Regions from separate parts of the Mus musculus genome. Here region 2 is linked to region 1. Evidence: chromatin contacts called from public Hi-C data. All regions are on one chromosome and are shown on one strand. The core of a region is the stretch at or near the end of the contact, and the rest is flanking DNA. Distances in the headings are between cores, read along the strand shown. Region 1 holds the start of Leap2 (liver-expressed antimicrobial peptide 2). Region 2 overlaps Gm12216 (predicted gene 12216).

The links. A called contact is a pair of places that touch in the nucleus more often than the background predicts.
Region 2: a contact with region 1 is called in a Hi-C map of liver, with 2.7 times the contacts expected there. The contact joins the enhancer-like site here to the promoter of Leap2 in region 1. A contact is called at or near these places in 1 of 484 Hi-C or Micro-C datasets (liver), 6 of 115 datasets of contacts at active chromatin or transcription factors (bone marrow-derived dendritic cells, effector CD8 T cells, embryonic stem cells and 2 more) and 1 of 9 other capture datasets (adipose tissue).

Annotation. Positions count from the first base shown.
Region 1 is chr11:53,421,423-53,425,104 of GRCm38.p6, reverse strand. It overlaps Leap2 (liver-expressed antimicrobial peptide 2), which reads left to right and starts at 1,969. Exons shown (of 3, transcript NM_153069.3): 1 at 1,969-2,059; 2 at 2,219-2,355; 3 at 2,656-2,924. The coding sequence starts at 2,003. The coding sequence ends at 2,692. Aff4 (AF4/FMR2 family, member 4) reads right to left here. Exons shown (of 21, transcript NM_033565.2): 21 at 3,275-3,682.
Region 2 is chr11:53,784,800-53,788,481 of GRCm38.p6, reverse strand. It overlaps Gm12216 (predicted gene 12216), which reads left to right. Exons shown (of 4, transcript NR_033332.1): 4 at 2,133-2,993. Among named protein-coding and RNA genes, the nearest start is that of Irf1, 17 kb to the right of the region's middle. Within about 2 kb of position 2,036, at least 79 of the 459 cell types and tissues checked have an H3K27ac peak or open chromatin away from gene starts, as enhancers often do. A contact at or near this core is called in adipose tissue, effector CD8 T cells, liver and 1 more, where this site is marked.

The DNA of each region.
Region 1 (3,682 bases), core at 720-3,219:
AGGAGTGGAAGAAGAACTCGTCTTTTGGATGAGTTGCATGTCTGAGCACTGGTGAAGGAGAGAGAAGCTGGCACTGAGCCCAGGGACCTGATTCTAGGACATCACATTGTTTACCTAATCACATCTGTGTTCTTACTCAATGCTCACTGGGTCACCACACAACCTTTCCCCAACTCTACACAAGTTCCCATTTAGTCTTCTAATTCTGAACTGGTAGGATTTACTGGTTATGTTTGGTAGGCAGGGTCTACTCAGTTTTTGTTTTTGTTTTTGTTTTTGTTTTTCTTTTTCTTTTCTTTTTTTTTAAAAAGACAGTGTTTCTCTATGTAGCCATCAGGGAACTCACTATGTAGACCAGGCTGTCCTTGAACCTGGAGATCCACCTGCCTCTGCCTCCCAAGGGCTGGGATTAAAGGTGCATTGCCACCACAACCTGGCTTTATTCAGTGACTCTTTATGCTGAGGAGTTCCCAGATCTTTGCCATTAAATCCCACCCCATCCCAGCTCTGACATTCACCACACTTCTCCCTTGGCAATTAGTGACATTAGCTTTGCTTAGATTGGTGACCAACTGCTACCTTCAGCACTTCGGCAGTTCCTCCATTTTTGCCTTGACAAAGAAACAAGATTTTTGTCCAAATGCTTAATCATGAAGATGAAAAGAGCCTTTGGAAAGATTATGTGAGATATCAGATCAGGAAGAGAGAAATCTATTTGTAATTTTTGTGTGTGTGTGGTTTCTTATGGTCATACGGAGATCTAAGCTCCTATGCACATCCTGATTTCAATCTCAGCTTTCCCTCTCAAAAATTTTAAAACTACCATGGCTGAGTATAGTGGTCCACTTCAAAGACTGCAGCAGGACTATAAAATTGGGCTAGCCTGGGCTATGTGGTAAGCTGTTACCAACATCAAAGGTCTTGCCATTTAGTACCCATAATCACTCACATTCAGTACACTTCAGTGTTAGCCTAGAAACCTACAGGGATTCTTGCCTACTGTTTGGGCTTCAGATTCTTGCCAGTGTTTGGGCTTCAGACTCAGTTTACCACCTGCTGCCCTGAGGCTGCTGAAAGTGCTCCACCAAAGCCCGAACTACATGATTCATTTGGTGTTGTCAGTACCTAAGCTGTAATGACACCAAGTTAAGAGTTTCTGCAGCCAGGCGTGGTAGCGCATGCCTTTAATCCCAGCACACTTGGGAGATAGAGACAGACGGATTTCTGAGTTCGAGACCAGCCTGGTCTACAGAGTGAGTTCCAGGACAGCCAGGGCTACACAGAGAAACCCTGTCTCGAAAACCAAAAAAAAAAAAGTTTCTGCTACCTCCTCCCTCGTGTGTCTTTAAAAACGAAGACCTAAGGATAGGTACAGTTTGAGCTCCTTATAGCCAGGTCTCTACTAAGATGGCAGTGTAGACTGATGGGGGAACTAGAGCACCATAGACAGTCTGTTTACATCTCCTCCCTAATTGCCTGTACACAACAGGTCAGTGGGTTTTGCCTAGAAAAGCTCAGAGGTCAACATTACTCCTGAAGACTTTATTAGAATCCGATTTTGATTATAACCATCTCACTGAGCTATTTTAAGAATTTTTCCTTCACTCTGGGAATTGAACCAGGGGATCACACACGTCCCCACTGTTACATTCCCAGCCTGCTGAGTTATCTTAAAAGTATGGCAAGGTTCCTAGTCTCCCTCATGGATTCACATGGCTTTCAGAGGCAAGGTAGGACAATGCTGATTTCTGATAAGATGGGTGTAAGGGTCCAGACCAGCAACACCATCAAAGTCCACGAGCAGTAAGCACAGTGTGCCTGGAGTGTAGTCCTTGAGTACATTCTCTGGGTACACATTAACTGATTACATCGATCCTGATTACAAACAAACTTTGCCCCATCTCAGCTGGCAACCATGAGAAAGGCAGATAGGTGTCGGTCTATAAAAGGAAACGGGAACTGCCCCCTGGCTTTCAGACTCCAACATCATTCTTTTGCCAAGATGCTACAGCTAAAACTCTTTGCAGTGCTCCTGACTTGCCTGCTGCTGCTGGGTCAGGTAAGGAAGGAAACAGTAGTGGCGTGGAATTCCAAGTCAGACTCAGTCCTTAGAAATGCAGTTCGATCTCCTGCAACCTGCAAAGGGCCCTTCTTCTGAGGCTGTGCAGCAGAGGGTGGGTGCTTCCTCAGCTAAAGTGAGTATGCCTTTGCTCTACAGGTCAATAGTTCCCCAGTACCAGAAGTGAGTTCAGCAAAGAGATCCCGGAGAATGACCCCATTTTGGAGAGGGGTTTCCCTCAGGCCCATTGGTGCCTCGTGCCGGGATGACTCTGAGTGTATCACAAGACTATGCAGGTATTTGATGATCCCAGGTACAGGGTGGACCAGAGAGCACTGGGAAAGCTGGGAGAGATGAGATCAGAAAACAGAGACCCAAGGGTAAAGCTGAAATTAGTGGTGTGGGGTGGGGGTGGGGGTGGGGGGAATATATGAAGCTGTGAACTCCATGGAGGGGATTCCGTGACAGTCAAGAACCATTCAGATTCCTAACACTGAACGACAGATGAAACAAGGAATAATGGAGGCAGCAGAGGTGTCCCAGGGCTCCTTAGGTCTACATCCAATCTTAATCACTTCTTTTCTTCCCCCCACTAGAAAAAGACGCTGTTCCCTAAGTGTGGCCCAGGAGTGATGTCCATACTGGGGAAGAGTCACCTCCAACAGTGATCTGTTCTGGGGAATATTGTTAACGACATTTTGGTTGGAGATAGATAAGTGAAGTAGTCTTTGTTTTTAATATTTAAAGACGGATACTTGCTTTAAACTGGTCTCCATTTCTTATTAGAATGTTGTTGATTTGTACATAGACATAACTTTGTCAGAGTTTATTTTTCTATAAATACTATTAAATGTCTCAAATCTAAGTTCTGGCAGTCTGGAATTGACACTTCACTGAGTCACTTCATCCATTATAGGGAGTAGTAGTGGCTCCCTAACCAGTGGTGCTGCTCCACCTGGGAGTGTGGTGAGCACCCACTCCTCAAAGAATCTCATGACAGAGGCAATGCAGAAGCTAACAATAGTGAGTCTTGGCAGAGCAGAAGTCGTGGCTCTTTACAAAGAACTCTTTAGGCTGGTGTGTACCATCTGAAGATGTGTAAGTTTGTCTATAACTTTATGAACATGAAATAGAACCCCCCATGCCCCAAAGCCAGGCATGGTAGCACATGCCTTTAATCCCAGTACCAGGGAGGTGGAGGCAGAGGCAGAGGCAGGCCAATCTCTGTAAGTTCAAGGACAACCAGGTATATACAGTGAGTTCCAGACTAGCCAGGGCTACATAATGAAACCCTGTCTCAGAAAAACAAGAATAAAAAGAACCAATACATAAATAGTAAAAATAAATAATAGTGTACATTCTTTTTTTTTTCTTTAATAGTGTATGTCTTAAGAGCATCAAGAAAAGATTAAAGATGTCTGTTGGTGCAGGATAACTGAGACTCACGGACACGGACCCATGGCCATGCACCCAAAATTTTTTTTAAAAATTTACTTTATGTGCTTTGTCTGTATTCATGTCTGTGTAAGGGTGTTAGAACCCGGGCAACTGTAGTCACAGACAGCTGTGAGCCACCATATGGTTGCTGAGACTTGAACCTGGGTCATCTGGAAGTGCAGGCAG
Region 2 (3,682 bases), core at 787-3,286, 360 kb before region 1:
ACCAGCTTTGGCCAGGCCAAGCTTTGTTCTTCAAGGAAGGGTAGGGCTGGGAGCAGCGCAAGCTGTGGTGCGAGCCAAGGCCAAGAGGCAGAGACTCCCAGACCGAGTCTGAGAGATGGAAGCCAAGGAACAGACTGCAACATCAACAACACCAAGGCCCGGGGGGAGGAGCTTTGCCCTTTTCTCTGGGCTCAGATGAATCCTTGGGAGCTGAACTGGGGGCCGCTGGGATGAAACCGAAGCAAATGCTGCAAAGGGCTTTGAAGGCTCCAAAACCTTATCGAGACCCGGATCAAAGCCAAGGCCAGAGTTAGCCCCCCCCCCCCCCCCCCGTACCAGGGCAGAACCCAGTTCACAGAACTCCTCAAGTTATGACCTCCCAGAAGGAAACCCCTGCCCTGACTGTGACCCTATGCTGGGAGCAGCGTGAATAAGCATCCTGACTATGACCCTGAGTTGGGAGCAGGGTCAATAGGCATTCGTTCTTATTATACCAGGAAAGGTTAACCTAACAAACACAAAGAACCTGGAAAAGTTAATCCAACAAACACAAAGAACCTGTCACTCTGTCACTCGAAGGTGACATAAGTGTTAGCTGCATTTCCGTTGACAGTGCCATCCGTAGGCAATCAGGTAGCCCTTAAGGGTACAACTGATGAGCAGCTTTAAGTCCTTCCTTTGCCCTGTAAAATGTCTTATGTTTTCTCTGGAAGTGCTGATTTTAATGCAGACGAACTCTAGAAAGCAGTATTTTCTTTTTTTATTTAAGTATTTTGTATGCAGCTGGGCGTGGTGGCGCACGCCTTTAATCCCAGCACTCGGGAGGCAGAGGCAGGCGGATTTCTGAGTTCGAGGCCAGCCTGGTCTACAAAGTGAGTTCCAGGGCTATACAGAGAAACCCTGTCTCGAAAAAAAAAGAATTTCGTATACAAGTTGACTGTATCTTCATCTAACCCTCCTCTCCTCTCTCCAGTTCCTTTCCCGCCCTCTCTCCCCTCCTGAATACAGGAGTCACATGCAATTAGGGCTGACCTTTTAGGATTAGAGGTTTGCTTCTCCCTAAAGACTCCCCTGCCTGCCACTGACTGCATGTGGCCCTGCATCTAGGAGTGATGGCTTCTGAAAACGACTGGTGTGGTCTTTGCAGCCTTCCTAGTACAGGCATCCATGGTGTGGGATGTGGAGAGTTCATGAGTGCACAAAAAAACATTCCTTAAAAGAAGGTGGTTCTGGGCAGTGGTGGCGCACGCTTTAATAGAGCACTTGGGAGGCAGAGGCAGGTGGATTTCTGAGTTCGAGGCCAGCCTGGTCTACAAAGTGAGTTCCAGGACAGCCAGGGCTACACAGAGAAACTCTGTCTCCGGGGGAAAAAAAAAAAAAAAAGGAAGAAGGGGGAAAAAAAAAGAGCCAGGCTTAGAAACACACATTTGCACACTTGTAATCCTATCATTCAGAAGACTAAGGCAGGAGGATTGCTGTGAATTCAAAGCCAGTTTCTGAGGTATATAGTGAGACCCCATTAGGAGGTTGGTACATAAAACAAACAAGCATAGTGCAAAGCTGTAGCCAGCAGGACATCCTGTGGGGACAAGGGTGGCTCTCGAATCCGCATCCTGTGTGAGCTGCTACAGAGGTGAGGAGCCTCGGCCGGGCCCTGCTCTCATGGCTGGGCTACAGCCTCCTGCCTGAGGGTGAGAAGAGCTTCTAATGACTTTGCACTTGTCCTTCCTTCCCCTCAGGATGCACTGATCTCACACACACACACACACACACACACACACACACACACACACCAAAAGGCAGGCGGACTACGGTTCTGGCAGGATCCTTGTTTCTCTCACAGACCCACAAGCTCTGTGAGCCTCTGAGACAGACCCTGTTCTCTCCACTGTTCAATGGGTGTTCTGTTGTGATTAACACTGACCACAGACAACGTAGGGAAGAAAGGTTCTCTTTGGCTTACAGGTTACGCCATCAGTCAGAGGAGGGCCCGGTCAGGAAGCACAGCAGAGACAGGAACACTGCCTGCTGGCTGCCATCCTGAAGCTTGCTCAGCTTGTTGGCACTGACCAACCTCAGGCCAATCCGATGGTGGCACTATCACAGCCTGGGTCCTCATTCTCTCTTCCTAGGTGTGTCAAGTTGACAACCAACATCGCTTCCACTTTGTGAATGAAGATGCTGAGGCCGCCAGTGGAGCCAGTAGCCTGGGTGAGGCCACACAGCTAGTTAAGCTAGTTATGCAGATCTGGTTGGTACCTAATGCAGTAACTTCCTTTAAATGCCTTCCCCGAGCCACACTGGACCCCCCTAGCAAGGACAGCTAAGCACTGAAGACCAGTGAGTGTGACCACAGGCTTTACCCTGGAGAGTCCTTAGCCAGGTCCTATAGGTTCTGTCTGGCTGTCCTGAGGGCCTCAGTTTACAGGCGCTCATCCAGAGACTGCTCAACCTTGGGCAGGTTCCCTATCGGCGTGTCCTGCAGAGGCACTGTCCTTCTTGGCCTATCCCAGGCTTTGATTTTCCCAGATGGACAGGCTCTTTTACTAAACCTCTACACTCCCAGTGCTCCCTGGGCCCTAGGACAGAGGAGATCCACAGGATCTTCTCCCTGGCCATCCCAGGGAGGGTTCATTTGAGAGGTAACATGTTTGTCCTGTGATTCTGACTCCAATCAAGGTCTAGGTCCTGGTACAGCTGCAGCCTCCCTTCTAGAAGCTTCTGAGGAGTGTCAGTTTCCTGTTGCCGCTGTAAGAGATGTCCTTGCACTTCGTGGCCTAGACTAGCACACAGTTACAATTCTGAGGGGGCCAAGAGACAGAAGAGGTCCCGCAGGGCTATCCTCAGGGTGTATAGCAAACATGGGCTCTAGGAAACAGCCTATGGGCAAGGCAGCACACACCTGTAACCCCAGCACTCAAAAGACTGAGCCAGAATGTTCTAAAGCCTAAGGCCAGTCTGGGCTATATATAGAAGAATGAGTTTCCTGCCTCAAAAAAAAAAAAAAAAAAAAAAAAAAAAAAAAAAAAAAAAAGGTTTTTAAATCCCCTTCATTGTCCAGTTTTTAAAGGCTTCCTCCATTTCTTAGTTTCATGGTGCCTCCTTCTAGATTCAAAACCAGTGATAGATGGTCCTGTCTTTTCCTTATTGTCATGTCTCTGGTTCTATCTCCCTTGTCCTCCTCTTTCCCACTTAGAAGAACCCTTGTAAATGGCTGAGTATAGCGGTGTATGCCTTTAATCCCAGCACTCAGGAGTCAGAGGCAGGGGGAATCTCTGTGAGTTCAAGGCCAGCCTTGTTTACAGAGTGAGTTTCAGGACATCCAGAGCTTTGTAGTGAGACCCTGTCTCAATAAACAAACAAATAAATGGAACTTGAAACCCTTAGCCGGGGGTGGGGGAGCATATGGGGAACTTTTGGGATAGCATTGGAAATGTAAATGAAATAAATACCAAAAAAAAAGAAAGAAACCCTTAGCTGGGCGGTGGTGGTGGTGGCGGCGGCGATGGCACACGCCTTTAATCCCAGCACTTGGGAGGCAGAGGCAGGTGGATTTCTGAGTTTGAGGCCAGCCTGTTCTACAAAGTGAGTTCCAGGACAGCGAGGGCTATACAGAGAAACCCTGTCTTGAAAAACCAAAAAAAAAAAAAAAAAGAAAGAAAAAAACCTTTAAATTTTGAGA